Linked DNA regions of Pan troglodytes: region 1 is linked to region 2. The links are chromatin contacts, called in public Hi-C maps. All regions are on one chromosome and are shown on one strand. Each heading gives the region's core, a stretch centred on a gene start, on an enhancer-like site or on the middle of the called end of the contact. The rest is flanking DNA. Distances are from core to core; before and after follow the strand shown.

Region 1 (5,793 bases), core at 530-3,029, 42 kb before region 2:
TTATTCCTCAAAACTCCTCTGTGGTATACATTTATTATTATTGCTTTACACATGAAGACAGTAAGGAACAGAGAGGTTGTACAGCATGCCAGTGTCACACAGCTTGTGGAAGTTCCTGAGCAGGAATTTGATTTGAGCGCTCTGACCTCTGACTCCAGACAAGACCTATGCTCTTAACCATTCCACTATCCTGTTTGCATGAAGCCTTTACTTCAAAAGTGCCATCTTATTTCTGATTTCTAAATACAAAGACAGTTTATGTGCCATTGTTTCCAAGTGAGACCACTTAAAGTTTTGCGGTTGGGGGTAAGATATAGAAAGGTTATTAAAATCTCAATGCTTGCCAGAGTGCCAGATACACACACAAAAAATCAATCAACAAATGTCTTTTTTGTTGTTAAAAGTGTGATGATGTCAAGGAGGAAGAGGATGAAGACAAAGACATCTCTACTAGGAGTTTTGTCTCATCCTAGGTCATTGCCAATGAATGAGGACATAGTTCCAGGTATTGGTTATAGTACTTAGGGATCTGGCTCCCTCTGAGCCTGGAAGAAGTAGTAGAAATATCTGAATATTTTAACTATTTATTCCTTGTAAACAAAAGAAGATAGAAGCAGGCAGTAATTAATTAACTATAGAAATAAATCAATAAGTTATACTCCATAGAGTTTAAAAAGAATAATACATTTCATGAAATGAAATGTGACTGCAAAATCTGACCTATTTTATTCAGTTTTCTGATGTGATTTAACAGACTTCATCAGAACAGTTCTATCACAACTACACCCACAACAATTGCTTAGCTCTATTTTTTTCTTTCTATTTTTTTTCATTTTTCTTATGAGCTCTGGCTAGTTCAGTAGTATACTTATGTTCCTTTGTTCTTTTATTCAGCAGCTATTTATCATGTGCCTACTATGTGCCAGCCTATATTATAAGTGCTAAGTATACAGCAGAGGAACAAACTAAACAAAAATATCCTGTTCTTATAAAACTTACACTCTTATTGGGAGGAAAACTGAAAAACAAATATTGGGTGTCAGGTGGTGATTAGTGCTATGCAAAATAATAAAGCAAACCTAAGAGGAGGGAAACAGACACATGGGTGACAAGTGTTAGGGGTATGTGCTACTTTAGATAGGAGTATTTAGGGTAGTTAAATAGGGTAGTTAGAGAAGGCCTCTGCATCATATCTTAGGCCGTTGAGACTGAAATGAAATGAAGGATGTCAGGAGGGATTGATCGCATTCTGAGTGAATAGCAGCAATACAAAGGCCTTTGTATAAGACAGTGCTTGGGTTATTCAAGGAACAGCGAGAAGTCCAAAAAGGCTAAAGCAGAATGAGGGAAAGTCAAGGATGAGGTCAAAAACATAGTTGGGAACTAGATAATGTAGGGCCCAGTGGGCTAAGTCAAGACCTTTGAATTCACATTATGATAAAAAGTAATCTAGGTTTTTACATTTTTTGTTGCAGAGTTTCCATTTGTAAACTGGAACATTGATTAATACAACTGCTTATTTAGACATTTTGATACTAACTTTGTAGTGGTAGAAGCAGCTAGCTAGAAAAATAGAACAGGAATTAATACATCAATTGTGTAACAAAGTTATATCAAGACAGACCAGCTCTTGGTGGACGGCTTCCTTTTTGGTATGATAATGTCTGACATTTAAAAAATGCTTTCAGATCTATGATCTCATCACACTCTCATAACAACCCCAAGAGATAGCGGGGACAGTTGGTATTACTGATATTGAAACGGAGGGAGTTTGCATGGCTTACCCGAAGGTCACTCAGCATATGAATCATTATCAGAGGCACAGACTCCTGACTCTGAATGCATTACCCCCTCATCGCCTGCTAAAAGGACTATTGGGTAATTTTTTGACTCAGAGGTCAGAAGGTTGAATCAACCAAATTATTAGCTCATTCCTCCCTTCCACTTCCCAAGGGCATAAAAGTATGCACTACAGAATGAAGCGAACAAAGGTGGAGGGGAAGCCCTTGCTTTTTTCTTTTCCTTTCTCGCTCTTTCTTCCAGAACAGCCTTTATACTTAGAAAGCATAGCTGTATTCTTAGAGAATAGCTAAGCATGTAGGACCACAACCATCTTGAAGACCATAATAGTCGAGGGGCCATCCCTCTTCCCACCACTCTAGAAGGGTACAGCAGTCACTGTGAGTCCTACTTGTTTTGCTCAATATTCTAACAAGTTAAACCTTTGTTGCCGTATGCTCAATTTACAGTATATTTATGATCATCTTCCTAATGATATTTGGTAAAAAGCTAAAGTACTCCTCAAAAATGACACAGTTCCCTTCCACAACTGGAATGCTGATTTAAACAGAGGAGAGTTGTTTTTGGGGATGGTGCCAAATAATTGAGTGGCCAAGCCAAAAAACAAAAGAAAAATTCAGGGTTTCTGAATTCCAGAAGTAGAGAAATAACCCATGTATTGTTGCAACTTCTTTCCCATGACAAATGGTGGCTTTTCCTAAGGCCCAGTCCTCAGTTCTCTCCCATCTCACTCTATACTGTCTCCCTGGCAAGCTCACCCATAACCACAGCTTAACTACCACTGACATACAGATGAGCCCAATCTATATTTCCATCTCGGACTGCTCCTCTGACCTTTAGGACTGTATATCCAACCGCCTACTTGATCTCTCCTGTAGGATGTCTTAAAGCCCCCTCAAACTGATCTCACTCCCCAAACCTGGTACTCTTCCAGCCTTCCTTATCTTAGTGGCTTGCCTTACCATTCTATCTCGTTGCGCTCAGGAGGAGTCTTTTGATACCTCCTGTCCCTCCCCTCAACTTGACACTTGTGTTTTTGCCAAATTCTGCTTATTCTACTTTCTAACAAAATTCAGAATCTATCCACTTCTTTCTGTCTCCATTATCACTATTGTACCATCACCTCTCACCTGGAGTACTGCAGCATTTCCTAATATCTACACATATCTACTCTGGCTCCCCTCCAATCTATTCTGATTATAGTCAGAATGGTCTTTTTGTAAGGAATGCTTTATCATCCTCATACTTAAAACCTTTATGGCTTCCCACCACCCTTACAGTAAAACACAAAACTCCTTAATGTGGCCTACAAGGCCCTGTGTGATCTGGCACATGTTTAGTTTCCAACGTCACCTGAAACCCCATTACTGTCCACACCACAGCTACATTTATCTCTAAGTTATTCATGTCACCATGCTTCCTCCTGATATGGGGACTTTGCATATTTTGAGTTTTCTTTATTTTCAGATGGAACCCTTTCTCCTTTTTTTCTCACCTAACATTTATTCATGCTTCAGATCACATTTTGAGCAATCTCTTCAGGGTAGCCTTCTTTGGTCCCCCTCACTAGGTCAATCCAGCTGTTATAAAGTATAGCACTGTGTGCTATGCCCTTGGAGCACTTGTCACAGTTGCTTTTTACATTTTTGAGTGTGATTACTTGATTATGTTTTTTCATGAAAAAAATATTTATTGATCAACACCAGGGAGTGGCAGCCTGCATGGAAAGTGCCCTAGCCCTCTTCCTTGTCAGGGGCCACAACACTGATTCCTTAGCAACCACCTCCCACCCCCACCCCTGCCTCCTATTTTATATAGTCAGGGTCTTGCTCTGTTGCTCACACTGGAATGCAGTGGTGCAAGCATGGCTCACTGAGACATGGCTCACTGCAGCCTCTTACTCCTGGACTCAAGTGATCCTCCTACCTCAGCCTCCTGAGTAGCTGGAACCACAGGTGCACACCACCACACCCCGCCCTTTTTTTTTTTTTTTTTTTTTTTTTTGTAGAGGTCTCCTTATGTTGCTCAGGCAGGTCTCAAACTCCGGGCCTCAAATGATCCTCCCGCCTTAGCCTCCCAAATCACTGGAATTACAGGCATGAACCACAATGCTCAGCTTGAAGCCCTTCTTTCTACGTAGCTTTGGGCTTACTCTCTGGAAACATCTAAAGAACAGAGCAATGGGGTTCCTCTGTTATGAGGACTCCTTGCTGCCCCTCCAGCCTGCCTACCACTGAGGGCTTCTTGACTTCGGACAGTCAACCTTCCTTCAGAAGGGCTGACCTTCCAAGGGTATGCCAAGGAGCAGCTGACCTCAGAGACTAGCATCCCAGTTCCTGATTATTTGATTATCATCTGTCACTAAATTGCGAGTTCCTTGAGAGCAAGAACTCACCATGGTATTCCTAGTGCTTACCACAGTGCTCAGCACATAGTACACTCTTTTTTTTTTGAGATGGAGTCTCACTCTGTCGCCCAGTCTTGAGTGCAGTGGCACAATCTTGGCTCACTGCAACCTCCACCTCCTGGGTTTAAGCAATTCTCCTGCCTCAGCCTCCCGAGTAGCTGGGATTACAGGCACCTGCCACCTTACCCGGCTAATGTTTGTATTTTTAGTAGAGACGGGGTTTTGCCTTGTTGGCCAGGCTGGTCTCAAACTCCTGAGCTCAGGTTACCTACCCACCTTGGCCTCCCAAAGTGCTGGAATTACAGGCGTGAACCACCTCGCCCAGCCTGCACATAGTACACTCTTTAATAGATATGCGTTGCATGAATGACTGAATATGTTTAAGGACATTAGGTCAGTAATTTTTTTCTCTGGGAGCAAAGTAGTAAACATTTTCAGTTTTCTCAACTTCTTTTTCTTTCCTTCCTTCTTTCCTTCCTTCCTTCCTTCCTTCCTTCCCTCCTTCCTTCCTTCCTTCCTTTTTTTTTTTTTTTGACAGAGTCTCACTCTGTCACGCAGGCTGGAGAGCAGTGGTGTGATCTCGGCTCACTGCAACTCCACCTCCTGGGTTCAAGTGATTCTCCTGCCTCAGCCTCCCAAGTTGCTGGGATTACAGGTGCCCGCCACCACACCTAGCTAATTTTTTGTATTTTTAGTAGAGATGGGTTTTTGCCATGTTGGCCAGGCTGGTCTCGAACTCCTGACCTCAAGTGATCCTCCCACCTGGGCCTCCCAAAGTGCTGGGATTACAGGCGTGAGCCATCGCGCCCAGCTATTTTCTCACCTTCTTTAAACCACTGATTGGATTCCATATCCATGCCCAAGTTCAAATAGTTGCGTACATTTTATAACAGTATGTTCTACGATGATAGAAAAATAGATGTAGTCATGGCTCCCATAAATTTAAATACCAGTTTAAAGAGAAGAATAAATAGAGTTTTGCAACTGGAATTTCTGATGTGAATCTCTGAAACGAATGTCACCTTATAGTGCCACTAGAATAATATAAATTTTAACATTTTTCCATTGTGTTTTGTTTTTCCATTTTGGTTTTCTTTTTTTCTTTTTGGGAGTTTTATTCTGTCTCCCAGGCTGGAGTGCAGTGGCTCAATCATGGCTCAATGCAGCCTGGACCTCCCAGGCTCGAGCCATCCTCCCATCTCAGCCTCCCGAGTATCTGGGACCACAGGCGCATGCCACCACACCTGGCTAATATTTTTTTGTGGAGATGGGGTCTCATTATGTTGTCTGGGCTAGGCTTAAACTCCTGGGCTCAAGCAATTCTCCTACTTCAGCCTCCCAAAGTGTAGAGATTACAGGCATGAGCCACCACATCTGGCATTATTTTTTTCTATTTTAAATAGATTGTATTGTTTAGGGCAATTTTAGGTTCTCAGAAAAATTAAGCAGGAAAGTACAGAGAGTTTCCATATACCCCCTGACCACCCCCAACCCCAGCCTCCCACTATCAACATCATGAGCCAGAGTGGTACATTCGTTACAATTGATAAAGCTATGCTGACACATCATTATCACCCAAGGTCCGT
Region 2 (5,490 bases), core at 2,840-5,339:
TTATTTTTGATTCTTTATGGGAAGGTTGCACAAACAATTTCAAGGATAACTGTGGAGGATTTTATTTAGAGGGTGTTGTAGTTATCTTTAAAAAGGACAAATGAGTTTCATGAGAGAAACCGAAATTAAGTTCCATTAAAATCCTGCTGTGATTTTGATGTGGACTGTCTTGACGGATTAATTTGGAAAAACTTGACTCCATACAATACTGTGTCTTCCTATCTGGGTGCACTAGATGTCTATTTGTTTTGGTGTTTCCATTAATTTAAAAACCTGAAAAATGTGCCAGAATGAAAAGAAATAGTTATTTTGAAAAAACAAATCATTTCTCAAAAATAACATTTAGATGTAGCTACTATGCCTTTGATCATTTTTGAAAGGAGTGGCTTAGGTTATTATTTATGTTCACAGTGAGATCATCTTCTACGTAGGTTTCTGATTTCACCGGTTGTTTAACACAAGCCACTAAAGACAATATTTGGCCTGGTTGTTGGGTCTGCAAAAAATAAGGTTTGTTAATGACAAAATCTAACACAACTTGTCAATGCAAATATTATTATGAAGCCCTGCTGCTTGTATTTAGACCACAGGAGAAAATTATTATTATTCTACAAACCCGTGAAGTTTAACACGCAAAGGCTTGTTACACAGTCAATGAAGAACAGTTGTTTTCTGCCCTTCCATAAATAACTAATGCCAAGAGCAGCCTGGCTATCTGTTTCAGCTTCTTGTTACAGAATAATAAAACAGGCAAGGCCTAAATATCAGTGCCTGTTAACAGAGTTGTCCTTTAAATTCTGTTTAGCTTCTAACAGACTAATTATCATGCTTTTAGTACTTATTACATTGTATTTTGAATCTGTCAATTGCATTGTACATTTTCCTAACTCTTCCATTTCCATACGTTTATCTACTCCATTTCTAATTGGGTTGGTAGTTCTGGGTAGGACTCATTACAGAGGCAGCTTGATGTAGCGGCAAGCACCCTGGTCTAGGAGTCATAAGCAGTGTAGTAGGAAATTCAGGCTCTGTTACTACTTAGTTGTGTGACTGGACAAGACACTTAACCTGCATCTATTTCTTCATCTGTGAAATAGGGATAATAATACCCTATCTTCCTAACTAATAAACAACGTTGCAAATGTTCTCTTTAAAATGTCAGACAGCTGCTTGGGAAATATTTTGCTCCTGGGCAGTAATTTCTGGAAGGTTTCTGATGACAAGAAATTAAGCAAGGTTTGTTTTGACTCCGAAAAAGGAAAGCTGGAAATAGCGTGGTTATACTTGGTTTCCTTTTTGGAGGTATAGTTCTTCTTTCCTCTTCAACTTGGGTGCAGTTAAATGTGGAAGAAGGTGAGATGTGGTAGGTGATGAAGACAGCCAGAACTGTACACACTAATGAATAGCTTAAGTAATAAGAGATCTTGAAAATCCAAGTAGTTTCTTGGTCTGATAAACATATCTATATGTATATCATACACACATTTGTATACCAAAAAACGGATAGTTTCAGGCTATAGTGATTTCTTTCCTTTATATCTTGTAGAGCTGGAGGAACTTCAGTAAGCTGAAGACTCTGTTCAGAGGAAATTACCTAATTGAAAATGTCTGGGCTAAGAGACTGACAATAAAGGAAACTGGCAAAAGTACTCTTTAATTACAAGTTCTTTTTCATCTTCATCCAGCACACTGATTTATGTGCTACACTGGGTTTGTATTATATCTATATTTTAATTCCACAACTAGACACTAACTTTATTGAGAACAGCGATATTCATTTCTTCAATTTCATTTGTGTTAACCCAACTGTAGGTGATAGTGCTCTGTACATCATAGTTACCCAGTGAATTACATACCTGACATATGATTGCTTATTTCTGGTATTAAAACAAGATTTCATAAAATAAACATGACAATTAAACTCGTTGTTTGAAGTACTGAACTTTGTAGGTCAATCTTGAAAAAGGAAGCTACATGACTGTCTTAGCAATATTTATAGGTATATTATATGTAAGTGGGTGGGTTTCTTGGAAATTGAATTGGTAATATGGCTTTAGAGTAGTAACACAAAAACTATAGCTCTGTGCTCTCAGCTAACCACTTTTAGTGTCACCTGGGCTGCTTATTAAAAATTCAAATTTCTTATCCCTACCCAGATCAGAATCAAAATACCTGGGGGTTGTAGCTCCAGGTACCTACATTTCAACAAGCACCCCAGATAATTGTGATGCACACTGAAGAACTACTCTAGCTTGTAATCTCAGGTGGTAAGGCATTTTATATATACATATATATATACACACACACAAGCACAAATGGTAATTCTATGGGAAAATGGAAATCAGCAAGTGAAGTGAAATGTCAATTACCATCAGGAACAGGAAGCTAGTTCACCATTACGCATCAGGGAACTGGAAGAATTCTTGAGATTTATTTTTTTGGGTGATATATTCTTGGCAGTTTATCAGGCCTCATTTGCAATTATGGTCTGTCCCTTTTGAAGCCCTCAGATAGTTCGCTGGCATTTTAATTTTAATAGCAATTTCTTGCATCTGTTGGAACAGCATTCGTATGACCGGCTTATAAGCAATGATCAGGGCTAGTAAGATGTCACAAAGCTGCGGTGACTTTTCCTTATCAGTTGGGGTTTTTTTTGCCATGATACCATCGTGGAAATGAAAGACAACGTGAAAATCCTGCGTCCTTGTGATATTTCATCAGTGGGAGTGAGCGGGGATCTTAACGCAGTAAGAGGCAAGATAAATGGATGAGAGGCATTAGTTCAGGCTTACAGGAGCAAGATGCTTTTAGTCAAAGTGTTTAAGATAGCTCTCTAAACCAGGAGCAGTGAAACCCAAAAATGAGTGTCTTTTGAGGGCAGCTGGAAGATGACCCGAGGGGAACTTTTATCCTAGGGTGGAGTCCTGCGAAGCAAGCCGCAGGTGAGGGCGTGGGCCAATTCTGCGCCTCACTGCTGTTAGGCGCAAGGACATCCCGAAACACACTCAACGACACCAGCAGCGAGCCTGACAGAAGCGGATCGCCAGCGGGAGCAACAACTTGAGGCGAGCCGTTAGCCGCCTCGCCTTCCTCGCAGCGCCCCTCCCGCGCCCCGGGAAGCCCGTTCGGCTCCGCCTTTTCGACTGACGTCCCGGGCGAGCGGGGGCGGGCGCGTGGGTGGGCCGAGCCGTCTGCAGCCAGCGATTCGGCTGGCTCTGCCACACCACCGCGCGCCCCCGCTCCGCCCGCCCCTCCGGGCGCGTCTTTTCCGGGCTCGCGCTGAGTCCCGCCTCTGCCGGCTGTCCGGGTGCGCGCGCGCCGCTGCGGCTTTTTCTCTGGCCTCCGCCGCGCGCTCCTCCTCGTCCCAGCGCTAGCGGGCACGCGGTTCCTTTTTGCGAGCTTCCCGAGTGCCAGGCGCCGGCCGGCTGCGAAGACGCGGTGGGCCGCCCCTCCGGTGAGTATCCCTGGATAGGGAGGTTGCGGCCGCGGCACCCCTGCCCTGTCGGTACCAGGGCCCCATTTCCAGAGGGGGACTGGCGTACCTCACCTGAGCCGGGAGGAGGTTGGGTGGGCATTCCAGCTCCTGGAGTCGGCTCGCTTTTTTCCTTGAGCCAGGGCTATCTATCCGCTCGCCTCCGCTGGGGCCGGTAAGATTCCCGAGGTCACTGTATCTGCTCCTGTGATGGACTCTGGGGTCCTCGGAACCCCAGCCTGCCTCTTCCTGCCGCTCACCGCATCCCGAGGGCCAGAAGTCATCTTCCTGATCGGGGTACTAGGCTTTGCCACGGCCCTTTCCGGAGGAGACCATGAAGTGCTTGCTAGACCTCCAAACGACCTTTAGGGTGCCCCTAAACCTCAACTCCATTTTGTCCCCTCCCAGTCGCTCTGTAACTGAGGGCTAGGGAGCCTCTCTAGCCGTAGAGGCATCCGCCCTCTCGAATTTGAGGGATGCCGTCGCTTCCGATATCTTCCTTGCTTCCGATATCTTCCTAGCTTCCGTAGGCTTAGGTTTGTTAGAAAACAGCTGGATCCTGGCGAAGCGTGCTTTCCTTCCTTCCCCCACCCCCGTTCTTTCTGTCTACATCCCTGCCTTCAGTGGGTGCTATATATTTAGTATGAGCTTTATTCACTTCCTCTTCCTCTCGTTTGAGTGCCCGAAAGAACTGTGGCTGATGTCTATAGACATAGAAAAATCTAGGGGAATATGATTCATTGTCTAACCCCATCAAGGGGTTACATATTTTAAATAAGACGTCATTTCTCCTCTTCACTCCAGCATCTCCTCCTTCAAAGGCATTTTTCACCCTCTTGAAATTAATTTGCTCTATTCGCTCTTTTCACCTAAAAAAAAGGTCAATCGTCGCTCTGAGAAACAACAGTGAGATGCAAAATAAGGGTAAAATGGCATTGAAATGAATCCCTTTGAAAAAGTAAGCGGTTTGCTTTATCAGTTAATGGTCTCATCAATGCTTCAGTTTCCTCTTCTGCAAAAATCAGTCTGTTGAACTAGAGCATATCAAAGGTTCCTTCTAGTGTTTTGATTCTAGGACCTCTAAATTCATGCAGGCTGCATAATGCAAATTTAACCTGATTAAAGCCTTATTTCTCATAGTCGCTTGTCACCTTAGTTTTTCTTTTATTTTGTCTCTAACAAGAAAGACTTTTAAATGTTCTTGATACGTAAGGCAGCAGGTGGAGATTCAATGATGGTACTGCCATTGAGCATATCGGTCAAGATTTTAACAGTGTAAGGCCTCTTCCTTAAATTGTAAAATAGCTCATCTTTTGATTGAAACTGCTAAAGTGTAAGACATGTAAGACTCCTGTTAGAATTAACACTCTCTGCCATTTAGGTGGGGGATGAAACATTAAACTGTCAGTATACTTGTACCTTAGAATAAAGTACCTTATTGTCCTGCTATAAGAAATAATTTGACAACTAAAAATCCATGGAAGGTGTAATACAGCAATTGAAAGCTTGAGTAAATTCAATTTTGTGGGTTTTTTTTTTTTTTTTTGGAAAACCCCCTATTTAAAAACACAAGTGATTTAGATTAAGATATTTCTTTCAGTATTTTTGGTAGGGGTGAGATGGGTGAAGAAAGAAGAGTCTTGTTCAATTCAGACAAGAGAAATGAATTGGAACTCTGGAGAGGCTCAGGTTCTAGACCCAACTCTAGATATATATTTAACCTTGAACAAGTCACTTCACCTCTCTTAGTTTTTGCATCTGTAAAATAAGTGTCTTTATGGTTGTTGAAATGATCCACAAGTCCCCCAATTTGAATGATATATTCTTATAATGAATATATATGACAAATATATATATACACACGTGTATATATAGGTATACACACACACATATAATGCAATTTGCGTTAAGGCTGTCATAAATCCTGTTATACCAGTTGACTAGAATGTTTTTCTCAAAGGTTTGTGTATAGTGGTTTCAATTTAGGTATACTTAGTCCTTAATCCTGATTAAATAAA

Evidence for each region. A called contact is a pair of places that touch in the nucleus more often than the background predicts.
Region 1: a contact with region 2 is called in a Hi-C map of a lymphoblastoid cell line, with 2.4 times the contacts expected there. The contact joins the enhancer-like site here to the promoter of LOC104003965 in region 2. A contact is called at or near these places in 2 of 7 Hi-C or Micro-C datasets (blood and a lymphoblastoid cell line).

What each region holds. Positions count from the first base shown.
Region 1 is chrX:107,266,402-107,272,194 of NHGRI_mPanTro3-v2.0_pri, reverse strand. No RefSeq gene overlaps it. Among named protein-coding and RNA genes, the nearest start is that of ACSL4, 40 kb to the right of the region's middle. Within about 2 kb of position 1,779, at least 2 of the 24 cell types and tissues checked have an H3K27ac peak or open chromatin away from gene starts, as enhancers often do. A contact at or near this core is called in a lymphoblastoid cell line, where this site is marked.
Region 2 is chrX:107,227,064-107,232,553 of NHGRI_mPanTro3-v2.0_pri, reverse strand. LOC104003965 (translation initiation factor IF-2) reads right to left here and starts at 4,089. Exons shown (of 1, transcript XM_054676677.2): 1 at 1,636-4,089. The coding sequence starts at 3,575. The coding sequence ends at 3,006. ACSL4 (acyl-CoA synthetase long chain family member 4) reads left to right here and starts at 3,221. Exons shown (of 16, transcript XM_054676676.2): 1 at 3,221-3,454.